3 separate regions of the Mus musculus genome follow, and all the other regions are linked to region 1. A link is a contact called in public HiChIP or PLAC-seq data. All regions are on one chromosome and are shown on one strand. The core of a region is the stretch at or near the end of the contact, and the rest is flanking DNA. Distances in the headings are between cores, read along the strand shown.

Evidence for each region. HiChIP or PLAC-seq counts read pairs in DNA pulled down with a chosen protein or histone mark.
Region 2: a contact with region 1 is called in a BATF HiChIP or PLAC-seq map of CD8 T cells, with 5 read pairs. The contact joins two enhancer-like sites. A contact is called at or near these places in 2 of 15 datasets of contacts at CTCF or cohesin (CD8 T cells and large pre-B cells), 15 of 484 Hi-C or Micro-C datasets (B cells, the Ba/F3 cell line, ECoMG myeloid progenitors and 10 more) and 11 of 115 datasets of contacts at active chromatin or transcription factors (the 230-238 cell line, CD8 T cells, the HPC-7 cell line and 7 more).
Region 3: a contact with region 1 is called in an H3K27ac HiChIP or PLAC-seq map of double positive thymocytes, with 5 read pairs. The contact joins two enhancer-like sites. A contact is called at or near these places in 1 of 39 promoter capture datasets (the C10 cell line), 2 of 15 datasets of contacts at CTCF or cohesin (CD8 T cells and large pre-B cells), 22 of 484 Hi-C or Micro-C datasets (B cells, the C10 cell line, CD4 T cells and 13 more) and 11 of 115 datasets of contacts at active chromatin or transcription factors (CD8 T cells, the HPC-7 cell line, T-cell acute lymphoblastic leukemia and 8 more).

What each region holds. Positions count from the first base shown.
Region 1 is chr11:11,723,459-11,728,170 of GRCm38.p6, forward strand. All of the region lies in intron 3 of Ikzf1 (IKAROS family zinc finger 1), which reads left to right. Among named protein-coding and RNA genes, the nearest start is that of Ikzf1, 40 kb to the left of the region's middle. Within about 2 kb of position 2,708, at least 46 of the 459 cell types and tissues checked have an H3K27ac peak or open chromatin away from gene starts, as enhancers often do. A contact at or near this core is called in the Ba/F3 cell line, CD8 T cells, the G1E-ER4 cell line and 3 more, where this site is marked.
Region 2 is chr11:11,572,597-11,576,925 of GRCm38.p6, forward strand. The region is part of intron 1 of Gm11998 (predicted gene 11998); the gene reads left to right. Among named protein-coding and RNA genes, the nearest start is that of Gm29945, 17 kb to the left of the region's middle. Within about 2 kb of position 1,270, at least 91 of the 459 cell types and tissues checked have an H3K27ac peak or open chromatin away from gene starts, as enhancers often do. A contact at or near this core is called in the Ba/F3 cell line, CD8 T cells, the G1E-ER4 cell line and 3 more, where this site is marked.
Region 3 is chr11:11,507,392-11,511,519 of GRCm38.p6, forward strand. It overlaps Spata48 (spermatogenesis associated 48), which reads left to right. Exons shown (of 9, transcript NM_001347068.1): 8 at 1,839-1,946. Among named protein-coding and RNA genes, the nearest start is that of Spata48, 46 kb to the left of the region's middle. Within about 2 kb of position 1,275, at least 4 of the 459 cell types and tissues checked have an H3K27ac peak or open chromatin away from gene starts, as enhancers often do. A contact at or near this core is called in double positive thymocytes, where this site is marked.

The DNA.
Region 1 (4,712 bases), core at 1,458-3,957:
TGTCCCAACCAGGATAGGAGGTTTGCTGATCAGAGATGCCCCCATAATTGGGCTGTTAGTAATAATCTCACTTCAGGAAAGAAAGCGAGAACAGGGTAGGCATGTTCAGAAAGCTATCTGGTACATATTCTTTGAGGTAAAGCATCTTTAAAAGGTACTGCTTCCCCAACACTATGCATGAAGACTTGAAGAAGAGTAAAGTGCTTTTGAAGAGTATGGGTATCACCCCACAACAAGCAGGGACCCTACTTACTGGAACAATAAGCTGGCCACCATTTTGTTTCAGGAACAAACCAACTAGACCACTATAATAGATACGGATGCCGTTGGCAATGTATCTATAGGTAGATATGTAATAAAATAAATGAGATAGGCTGGAGCAGCTTCAACGAGCGGTTGTCATGTTTAACAGCCATTAGTAGATGTCCAGTCTCTCAGTAAGATCTATTCACACTCTGAAAAATGTGCTGCCAAGTACAGGGAGAGGTAGCACATGGGCCATGTGGGATAGGGTTGCTGTAGGAAACCTTGCCTCTGTGCTGTAGACAGGCAGATTCCAAGCGCATGCCCAGGGACCTGGCACAGGCTGAAAGAGTGGTCACTGTATGGAGTTGCCAGATGCCATGCTTGCTTACCTGGCTAGTTAGCTTAAGGGCTTCATTTTCTGATCTTTGGCAGAAAATCTCTCACAGGACTATGGATCCAAGTTTTCAGATTCTTTAGGCTGTCACTGACTTTTTCTTTGTTGCTATCCAAAGAACAAATACTTGTTAAATGCCATTCTGAGGCCAAGTAGCTGCCATCTAGTCTAATTTTGTTGGGGACATACTTGCCAGGCATATAATGAGGAAAATGGGGGTGAATGAGATGAGCTTGAGTTTTTCTGAGGGGGCAGGATATTTTAAAAAAAAAAACCTGCAATGCATACAACAAGCAAGGAGAGAAATCAGTTTTGAGGAGACATATGTAGGTCTTTAGATGACATATTATGTGTCTTCAAATATGGTGGAAACTGGCTTGCCGGCTTTGGCTTGGGAGTGACTGAAGGCCATTGAAGGAAGGCTTGAGTCAGGGATAGTCTTCAACAGGTATGAACAGGCACCCAGGATATGTAATGTTGAGAGTGACTTGGGTGGCTTTCTCATGATCAAGTGATCCCTAGTCTAAAGCATTTGTTCTGTCACAGCCTTTTCCAAGAAAGCTGAGAGCATGACTCATCCTTATTAAAACCACTTGTGGCTAGGCTGAGGCAGGAGGATTGTGATTTCAAAGCAGCTGGGGCTACACAGCAAGACCCTGTCTTGAAAAGGAGTAGAGAAACTGTCACACTGAAATTCCTGATTCTTACATGTTAACATCTTGAATGGATAAAGGTATGACTCAGTGGTAGAGTACCCATCTAGCTTGTGCAAGGCCCTGGGTTCAATCCCCACTCCTGTGAAAACAATGAAGAGTGGGTATGTTATGGCATTGATTGAAAATAAGCAAGGGACATTTGAGGACCATCCAGGTACAATTTGAGTCAAGACTCTCAAAGCAAGAAGGCCTGTGTGTTTCAGTTTATAAAGGTATTCAGAGAGCCATAGGGTTGGAAGAATCAATATGAAATAAAAAAGCCAATTTGAAAAGGCAAAATGATTCCCCAATGAGAAATACTTCATCAGCTACAGGGAGCATGTCATGTAGAGCATGGCTGCCCTGGGGTGGACTTGGAGATGGTTCCTGAGTAACTGTGCTGTGGCCTCAGTCTCAGAACTCAGGGCTGACACCCTGGGATACTTGGCCAGGTGGAGACATGATGTATTCTGTACTTTGTCTCCTTGAGCTTCAAGTCTGATCCCTGCTACCGGTAGTGCAAAGACCTACGAACTTTCCTCATCACCACTGGTCCAGACCCTCTGGCTGCTGCCGTAGCTTTGCAAGCTATGGTTAGCACCCTCCTAGAAATCTAGTGTGCCAAAGCAAAAGCCGCTCCCACTCTCTACCCTGCTCTTTAAAGAGTGTGTGCTGTGAGGGGCCCTGCAGCTGCACTACAGACCCTCAGCAACTGAATGCTGCTCAACGTTGCCGAGAGGTGCTAACCTTGCCCACAGAGAGCTCTGCTCACTCCTGACCGTTAGAAATGTGTCACCGAAGTGTGAAAATACTTATGCTGTTAGACTTCCCATCATTTCTTTTCTTTCAATCCCTCTCATTTGCATGGGTTACTCATAAATGTAGATCTTGGGTATGATTTGTACAACTGCCCTGCTGTCGGTCTGTAGGAAAGCCTTGCTGGATGGGCTTGTCTCTGGCCTTCATCTACAAGTGCTGGGTGCAAGTGAGTCACAGGTGGTGCCACAGGCAGCTGGCCTGGAGCCGGGGGTGCAAAACACAGAGTGATAGTCGTTTGACACAATTTCAGCTCTCAAACCTGCTTTGTAAATGAAAACACTGCTTTTGGACTAAGTCATTCTCTCTGATTCCCAATTGTTCAATTAATCTATGTGTGTTAACACCTCTCTATAACATCATAGATAGTGCCTAGTAATGAACTCTGCGAGTTCAGGCTGAGGAACCCTGAATGATCCGCCACTCTGCAGCTGTTCAGGAGTTGTACCCTTTTTGTGATGTGGTGAACTCTTTGAGGACTTCAGCACTGTATTCTTAAGATACTGAAGGAGTGGGTTGAACTGTAGTAACAACAAGGATTTTGCTTTTTAAAAGGATGTCCCTGCATACAGCTTAGCAACCTTGATTGAACTCAGCCTTTCATGGTTACACCTTAAGGTTGAAACCCATTTCATTTCATCATTTCCCAGAAGGGGCACTCAGTTCACCCATTTCCTGTTTTTAATCTCAGGTTGTTCTGTGCTTGTTCCACATCTACTCTCCCAGTAGCATGGCTATGGAAGCCAGCGTCACACTCTTGCCCCACCTGGCATCTATGCATTTTGCACATAGCTGCCATCCGTTCTAAGCTATCTGTGCACAGATCTGTGGACAGGGCTGGCTGTTCCCCTGGTGTCTGGTGCCATGGCCACTCATGGAGCTCGTCACCCCAGCACTGTTGTGCCATGTCTGACACACAAGCTCTCGTCTCCCTATGTACCACAGAGTCTCTTTAGTATGTCACAGAGGTGGACATGGTGGTTAAGACCAAAGCTTCTAAACTTGCTCCATCCTATTTCCAGTGGACTTGAACCACTGTGTGTAAAGAATTTTCATTGACTGTGCTTGATACCTCCTGCCCCGACAGTCTTTAAAGATGTGTGTGTGGGGGTGGGAGGTGGGGGTGTCTGTGTGTGTGTGTGTGTGTGTGTGTGTGTGTGTGTACTTGCACACGTTGTTGTTGGTAATGATGTTGAGTGAGACCAGCACATGACTGGCATGTGGTATACAACTGAGCCATGCCCACACATCTACATTCATGTACCCACCCCTTCAGCGTGCCCTTCCCTGGCCTCCCATGTAACCAGAGTATTGACCTGACCCTTTCAATTCTGCTCAGGTTTCAGATGGTTAGGACCCTAGGGACAGGAGCCATGCTTACGTTTGTTAACCCACAGGTCCTGCGGTCCACCAAAAATAAGTTGCCTTGCCTGAGTAATCCTGGCTCTAAGCTGTCTTCTCTGTTCTCATACTGAGTCCTGTCTCTTCCTCTGTTAGGCTGCTGGAGATTAGATAAGAAACCGTCTTTCCCCCCACCCCCACTACAGTCTGTAAAGCAGGGTCCTCACCCTCAGAGTGGGTGTCTCAGGGATTTGCCAGGAAATGCATGAGTTTCACTTCAGAACTTTGCTTATCTGGGTTTTAGCTGTTGTTTCTTTCCCATCCTGGGACCCTTTTCACTGCGAGGTGCAGTTGGATGTGAATTACTGAGTGATGGGGTCGGGCCAGCTACAGAGCTACTGCTCTTCTTAAGAGTGTACAAGTTCTTAGCATCGTTAGGCCACAAGACTGTCACTTTCAGCCTCTGGTGTCTTTGGATTCTTCCTAGTTAAGCTTCTGTTGTGTTTCTGTCGCTTAAAAGTGACAGAAGCCTCCAAGTTGATGTCCAAATATGTTTCTGTATTTGTAAAGGATGTGTTTTACAGGGGCTGGAGAGATGGCTCAGTAGTTAGGACACTGACTGCTTTTCCAGAGGTCCTGAGTTCAATTCCCAGCAACCACATGGTAGCTCACAACCATCTGTAATGGGATCTGATGCCCTCTTCTGGTGTGAGTCTGAAGAGAGCAATAGTGTTCTCATATAACATAAAATAAATAAATCTTTTAAAAAGAGAGAGAGAGAGGAAAGGGGAAAAGAAGGATGTGTTTTACTTGGAACCCTCCTTGGCATCCTTTGGCAGCATCAGTAATGGAGACATGAATGTTTCATCGCTGCAGAGTGCACCTTTGCAGATTTCGTGCAGTGCCCGTTTCCGTCAACCGTTTTAGGTTGTTTAAGCTTTGTTGTTGGAGAATGAGATGGTGTGGTGCTCACTGTGCTGTACAACCTCGCCTCGCTTTCACGGTCCGATTGCTTCATAAGGTTGAGAGACACAAAGAGGATGAGAGTCCTGGAGGCTGCAGCAGGACTGGCACATTGGGAGAGTGTGTGTTCCTGCACCAGCAGGTTTCCATTCACGATTTCCCAGGAGCTTGGACTGGCAGGCCCTAATCTTCCTGACATCAGCCCTTCCCCCATCACTGGCAATGACAAGCTGTTTCAGCTTTGCCACCTCTCCCAG
Region 2 (4,329 bases), core at 20-2,519, 150 kb before region 1:
GGAGGAGAGGAGAAAGAGAAGAGAAGTCACAGCGGGGTAGGTGGATTGTAAGTGCATGGCAATGAGGGCTGATATCTGCCCAGCTCTAGTGCTTTAAGGCTTATACATTCAAAGGTTTGGTGCCGTTTATTTGGGAACTAAATGATTATTTGAAGGTAGAAAACTTCAAATAATATTTACTGCACCACCACACCTTTCTTGGATCAGAGCTTTCCTTCTAGACTTCAGAGTCCAGCCTCTGAATTTCCTGCCAGGTGATTAGCCTCAAGTTTTGTTTTTCTTTTCTTTTCTTTTCTTTTCTTTTCTTTTCTTTTCTTTTCTTTTCTTTTCTTTTCTTTTCTTTTCTTCCTTCCTTCCTTTCTTTCTTTCTTGTTTTTTTTTTTGTTTTTTGTTTGTTTGTTTGTTTGTTTGTTTTTGTTTTTTGAGACAAGGTTTCTCTGTATAGCCCTGGCTGTCCTGGAACTCACTTTGTAGACCAGGCTGGCCTTGAGCTCAGAAATCCACCTGCCTCTGCCTCCCAAGTGTTGGGATTAAAAGTGTGCACATCCACTGCCCAGCTTAGCCTCAAGTTTCTAAGCAGTGGTTTTCTAGATGGCCCCTTCCATCCCACATGGCATCATTTACCAGACATGCTCATTATCTATATGTCTACAAATGGAGTTCTGGTAGATTTTGTCTACTAATGCTCCTACCTCCAGAGACAACAGTTTTTCCTGAGTCATCACTAAGGTGTCTATGCCTGTGGACCCACATGAATGGCTCCTTCTGCCCCGACAGCATCTTCAGCCTGTGGGCATCCCCAATCTGTTTTTTCCATTTTATGGCCAGACTATCCACCTCCAAAGCCCACATTATTTCATTTGTATTTTATTTTTAATTACATGTTTGTTGAAGTTAAGGGTCCTTGAAAATGTGTACTTTAACACCGATACCTACAGAGATCAGAAGCATTGGATCCTGCTAGAGTTACAGGTGGCTGTGAATCATCTGATATGTGTGCTGGGAACAGGTCTTGAGTCTTCTGCAAGAGTAGCATGCACACTCTTAACTGCTGAGCCATCTCTCTGGTCCCTAAGTCTAACACTTTGTCTCACTAGAGATGACGGTCCTCCAAATGGCATCTACATTCTTTCAAGGTAGAGAAATAGAAAGAAATGGCACAGTGAATGAAGGGGATTAATGAAAACTTCACAGGAGGAAGCATGCCACGTCATGATGGCTTAGGCAAGAGACAGAGGAGTACCTCCCAGTAGAGGAAATGAGGTAACACTGGCAGAGACCAGCAATCACCCAGCTCAGCAGGAAGTGGAAAGAAGATTAGTATGCGGGGAGGCAAGAGATGGGAAGTGGGGAGGGCGTGGTTGCCTGGAACAGCAAGGCTCTTTGGGAGCTCTCAGGCCTCAGCCCTAGGAAGAAGGAGCAATGGAGTCGTGCTCATCCGGATCTTTCTCTTGAACTTCAGCCACCAATGTTTGTGTGCAGATTGTCAGCAAAGAGTTAAACACCAAGGTTGGAATGTCAGGCTCAAATCTACATCAGAGCCTCTTATCAAAGTCTGAAAACAAATCATCTATGCTGAAAAGTTAATTTGCATGTCTTATACCGCCAGGACAATAATGTCAACGGGGAACTTAAATCCTCCCAGATTACCACTTTGAATCATCTCTAATCCTCACTTATGTTCAAAATGGAATTATGTTTAAGCATATACATATGCAGATGGATGGACACACATGCCAACACACCTGTATGTGAGTACACCCAATTTGTCAAAGAAAAATGATAAATGCCTTGAGACCATATCCTCAAAATATATTCACAGTAGTAGTATTTTGCCTACTAGATATTAATTCCAGTTAATGTACTGATTAAGGAAGGAACTATAATATTCACTGGAATCATACTTCAGCCAGATATAAAGAGACAGGTTTGTTATTTTTAAAAGGCTTTTTATAGATCATCTTCTAAACATAATGGAACAAAGAGCAGGGGAAAATCAGTCTATTCAGGACATCTTCACACATTATATACCAAGATTGCAGCAGGCCTTGAACACTTATAAAGCTCAGTCTATATCTCATTAGCTCACTCAACGAGTATGTGCATAACTGAGATAAAATGAACTTAGAAAGCCTTAAATTAAGTGTTCAAGATGAAAGGAAAACAACATATAACCATTTTTGATCTTTTTGCACATTTTATCATTTGAAGAAGTTTCTTTATTTGATCACTTCCAATATGCCCCTGACTTATGTGATATATATATATATATATATATATATCACATAGAGATAAAGATATCACATGAAAGCAGATCTTGGATAAATATATAACTGAAAACTCTTATCAAATTAGTGGCAAACAAAATCCATAAATAGAATAAATAAATTATATACCATGTGTATGGACCCCTGACACACCAGAAATTCAAAGTTAGTTTCATATTTGAAAATCAATATGTGTGATGCATTACATCAGAATAACAAACAGCAAAAGCCATATGATAAACACAGGAGGAAAGGTATCTGTCAAATACCCAGTCCTTCCATGGTGAAAATGTGTAAGTTGTTTGACTAAATGGGAATTTCGTGAGCTTAATTGAAATCACCCATGAAAAGCTTACAGGTAGATCAGAGCCAGCCAAGGCTGCCCAATTTCATAATTTCTCCTCTTTAACCTGCCTTTTCTTTTTTCTAGACTGGTCCCAAACTCCTGGATTCAACGGCTTTTCCTTCCTCAGCCTCCCAAATAATTGTTATATCGTAATTTGTCACCACATCTACTTCATTCTTGACATTTCTATTTCAAATTTTACTGGAAATTCTTGTCAGAGCAAATAGGCAAGAAATGAAAATTAAAGTTTTCATATTGAAAAGGAAGAAGTAAAACTATCTCTACTTGTAGAAAAGAACAGCATGTGAGATATTCTTAAAAATGCACACTGAAAGTAAAATTAATAGCTAACCAGAGACTATACGGACTACCTCAACAATAGAGGACTCCACTTAGCTTGAATTATGCACACGTCTATCTACTACAAATGCCATGGCAACCTAAGCCCTTACATGCACATACGGTATATATACATCCCTCCCCTAACAATAGGCTTAGCAACCTAGGTCCTCTACCTATCAAGTGCCATGCTCATACAACCCATCCTGAGCAAGAAAAGAAGTTTCTAATTCCCCCCCCCCCAATATTTGAAATCCTATTTTGTGGACCAGTTTCTTCTATTCAAACATGGTCCAGATTTATACAGGTATGGGAGTAAGTGGATCACTCTAGACTGGACTAGTAAGGCAAATGGTGTCTTCTAAGAGAACTTTTACCATTTTATGTATATGTATAATTTGTTAAGCATATTATTAAAATCAGATGCACTATAAGAAGGGGTATATGCAGCAAGAAAAAGTTCATATAGCTCAAATACACTAATTAAAATAGAGAAACCTTCAAACTATGACCCTTAGTAATGAGCCTCTCCTTTCTTTAAACTCCACAAAAGAAGCCTGAGGCAGTAGCCTGGGAACTTTAGCACTCTCTTATAAATGTAGCCAGATTTTTTACTCTTGACAGTATATTTCTGACCTGTACCCTTACTTTGTTTTAGAACAAAAATCTGCAACTTCCCTATATGTGTATATCTTTAGCTTGATTCATTGAATAAGACACCAAGAACCTGAAAAAAATTTTGTCCAAATACCAACCAACACTAACAAAACTATTTAGATTATAAGAGAAAAGATCAATATGAAAAGTATATTTATTTACATCAGCAATGAAAAGTGTAAAAATGAGGACTGGGGATACAGATCACTGGGTAAGCATGAGGGATTTCAAATTCCTAGCACCCCCACACAAAGCTGGGCATAATTGCACACACCTGTAATCTCAGCCTTAGGGAAAAGAAATAGGTGGATCCTTAAAGCTTCCTGTCAATAGGAGGAACAACAATATGAACTAACCAGTACCCCCACAGAACTGTGTCTCTAGCTGCATATGTAGCAGAGGATGGCCTAGTTGACCACCAATGGGAGGAGAAGCCCTGGTCTTGAGAACATCATATGCCCCAGTACAGGTGAATGCTAGAGCCAGGAAATGGGAGTGGGTAGTTTGGGGAGCAGGGAGGGGGAGGGTATAGGGGACTTTCGGGATAGCATTTGAAATGTAAATGAAGAAAACATCTGATAAAAATGAAAAAAAGAGCTTAGTGTCAATCATCTCATCTAAAATGAGAAGACTGAGAGACTTCATCTCAGAGTAATAATGTTAATAATGATAGTGGAAGATACCCAACACCCTCCTGTGGCCTCTGTGTATGTCTGTGCA
Region 3 (4,128 bases), core at 25-2,524, 220 kb before region 1:
TCTTTACCCTGACACCAGAACATGCACTTACCTCACTAACATCCCCTTTCTTTCCTGTCACCTGATATTTTGAGGAATGTGTTAGTCCAATTTCTGTCAATAAGAAAAAAAAATGCCTGAAATAAGATAACAACTATAAAGAGAATATATATATATATATATATATATATATATATATATATATATATGTATGTATGTATGTATGTATGTATATATATATACACATATATATATGTGTGTGTGTGTGTATACACTCATATATATGTGTATATATTTATATGTATGTATGTATGTACACACACAAACACACCCACACTCACGTATATATGTTCATAGTACATAGTTTCAGTCCACAGTTCTTGGCCATGTCTCTTTGGATCTGCGATCACGCAGTATAACATGGAACCAGCAAATCCTGGAGAAGTCTGTTCAAATCGCAACCAGGATGCAGAGGGAGATCCACCTCCAGCAGCCTCCTAAGAGTACTCCCTGTACCCAACTCCGCCTCTGTGGGCCCCATAGCTCAAAGGTTCTACCATCTTCAAACTAAAAATCAGTCTGTCAGTACAAGAAAGGCTGTTGGATGACATTTAAGATACAGTCCACAACAAGGGACAACAACCTTCCCTAAGCTTCCTTTTGCAAAATGTCTCTGTAGCTAAATCACTCTCAGAGAAAATTTTGTTGGGTTCATTAGCTATAGGGAAAGGACATAGCCAAGACATCCAAAGGAGAATTCTCCTTTAGTAGACATGGGTCTGTTGCTTCTGCCTTGTCTTTAGTGTTGTAGTACATTTTAAATAAGAAATAAGCATGGGATATCATGCTCTCTAAAGGTTCGCCAGGGAAGGGAGGTACAAACCACAGAGCTGAAAAGATACAACTTGGGCTGTGTTTGCAATGGTGGCTGTAATGTTTCTGCAGTGAGACGGCAGCTAAGACTGAGGTGCTGGTAAGCGTCAGCTCAAGGCTTGGATACCAGCATTGCGTCCAAGCTGTTAGGTGTACAATTAAATCCTTTTTCTTGGGCTCCTGGTAGTTAAGGCAGGCCCCAGGATTGAGCCTCATGTGGGGCTCCGTGCCCCACCCTCTCCTTCTTCTTAGTAAGCCATCTGGGTAAACATTTTGAATGTTAAGACAAGCATTTTAGTGATTCTTCATGTCTTTCTGAATGACTGAGTTAAATTATTCAAGATCTCAGTTGACTGCCTTTGCTACAGAGGTCTTCTCTGTACACGCTACAGAACCTTTTCCTGTGTTTTCATGTTTTCTTATTCTAACCATGGCAGGGAAAGAGAAGAGGAAACATACCAGTGGGTAGTTTAAAACAAACAAGTCAATGCGGTGCTATTGCACGGATTTACATGTATTGTCAATGCAGAGTTTCAGAAAAGCATCTGAAATCTAGGATATGAAGGATTATGGTGGCAAGAAATACATTTGAGCAAAGACATCATGAGTGTAAACACAAGCATGTGTCTTTATTGATACCGGGGTTATCAGTACAAAGTTATGTGTGGCATGTATATGCTGTTCAGTAAGCAACGTAGCTCACCGGTAAGTCACGGGCACACACACACACACACACAAACACACACACACAATGATAGTTCAAACACACTGGAATAAGTATTTTGGCACCAGAGATGAGATGTTGCCTAGATGTACTGACGTCTCCCCTTTCCTGGTTATGTACCCAAGCCTTGGACCTTATAAGAGAGAAACAGTTTGACTGCCTCTTCCTTGCTATTTTCATATGTGCATCTAGTTACTATGGCTATTTTACAAATCATTATTTTAATCTCCTTTTATGCCCCTCTTCTCACTGTTGACTTCAGGTCTGCGAATATCCCAGGATACACTGGCAAGGTTCATTTCACAGCCACCCACCCAACAAATTCTAATATTCCATCAAGAGAGCCATCAGCAGATTCGGAGATGAACCGGTAAGTCGGGATCCGATTACTCAGTTTGCTTACATACATTAGAAAGAGAAATTATAATTATGGCTATTCCATTAAAGAACAATTAAATACTAAGTGTAAATTTGCAGTGCTTAAGAAAAATGGAGAGACAAGTCCAAAAAAGAAAGCAGTTCATTTTCCTACTGAGGGGAACTTGACTCCAAACTGCCTCTGGGAGGAAATGCAGGTTAATGGTCCTGTTGACAATGCTAATGACGGTCTCTTCACTCTTATTCAGAGCATATTGTGAGAAGGCATCTCACCTCTGAGACCCTCCAGCTGTGTACATACATCATTAATTGGCTATTATTAATGCTGTATGCTACCTAGTGTGTGTACCAGGATCCGTGTATTTCTTTCCTGTGAATGTCTCTTTCACAAAATAAATTAAAAATCTGTTGAAATTCACATGTCTTTTAATGCCCATTTTTGCACATTGAAACAGGAGACAGTGGATGGAGATGGAAGAATAATGTATTGGCAATCAGAAGTGGGAAGTAGCCCACTGTTCTCAGAGTTGTAAGCACTTGGTAGAGGTCTTGATTTTAAACTGAAAGGACTGCACAGTTCTGTAAATGCAGGTGTTACCTGAGTCTAAGGCAGACATGTGCAAGAGAACAAGCTATGACGGGTGTTCCTCCCTGTTGCTTGACCCAAATAACTCTACTCAAATCATCCTGGCAGTGAGGGCAGTTCTCCTCATTCACTAGCCACCCCAATTTTCTGGGCTCTCAAATGAAAGACACACACACACACACACACACACACACACACACACAGAGAGAGAGAGAGAGAGAGAGAGAGAGAGAGAGAGAGAGAGAGAGAGAGCCTTATATTTTAATATGCCTTAAACAGCTCAATGGCTGGCCCACTTCCAGACCTCCACATAGCTAACTCACTCCCCTCCCATATTCCTGAATTATTACTTACTAAAACCTGTATTCCATCTTGACTGTCCGGGACCCAGATCTGCAGCCCTCTTGGGCTGAGTTCCCAAGCACATACGTGACATCTGTGTTCTCTGTCCGGCACACCTCAGGCATAGCTTCCACTCCTCTCCTGGCATGGCCACTCTTCCCTTTCCGGCTCCTTCCCCAGTCCCTTGCCCAGGAATCCTAAAATCTTGCCTCTGTCTCCGTGACCAGCTATTATTGGCTGCCTGCAATTTTATTTACCAATCAAAAGAGGCAGGGTCTCTCAGCTTGTGCATGTGCAGATGTAATTTGGGGGACCAAATTAACATAATACATGCAGCATTAGACCACATCCACAACACTTCCCCACCAGGGCATCTCTCTTTAGATCACATTTGCTCAGTAGGGGAATGTTCCATTTATCACATATATATGGACCAGGCACTGAATACACATATCCCCACACTTAAATCCAGAACTTTGAAATGAACACTAAACATAAGAGGGCCAGGCATGGTGGCACATGCCTCTAATCCCCAGCACTCAGTTGAAAGACATTGACGGGCAGTATCTCTGAGTCCAAGGCCAGCCTGGTCTACATAGAGAATCCTACACCAGCCAGGGATACATAGTAAGATCTCCCCCCCCCCCCATCTCAAAAGAGAAAGAGGGAGGGAGGGAAGGAGAGAGAGAGAGAGAGAGAGAGAGAGAGAGAGAGAGAGAGAGAGAGAGAGAGAAAGAGAAAGAGAGAGGAGGGGGAGGGGGAGGGGAGACAGGGGGAGGGAGACAGGGGGAGGGGAGAGAGGGGGGAGGGGAGAGAAGGGAGAAAGGAAGAGAGAGGGGAGAGGGGAGAGAGATCATGCCATATTTTTCTTCTACTTCTGAATTGTTCATTTATCATAATGCCCTTTAGGTTTGCCCACATTATGGCAAATGTCAGTATCTCCCTTGATATCATTCAAACTCTTTACTAAGACTGAAGAATATTCCAGGGGGATTTTAATTTGTATTGTTATGTCACTAACTTGCCCATCAATAATCATCTGGATTATTCCATATCTTGGCTATTAAAGACAGCATGAACATGTGATATAGATGTCTCTTTGAAGTAGTTCTTATACCCTTCGATGCCTATGTTCCTCACATGGATTTCTAGATCATCTTAGAACTGCATTTTGTACAAGCTCTGGCCTTCCCATGCTGTTTTACTTAATGACTGCAACAATCTACAATCCCTCCAACACTGGGAA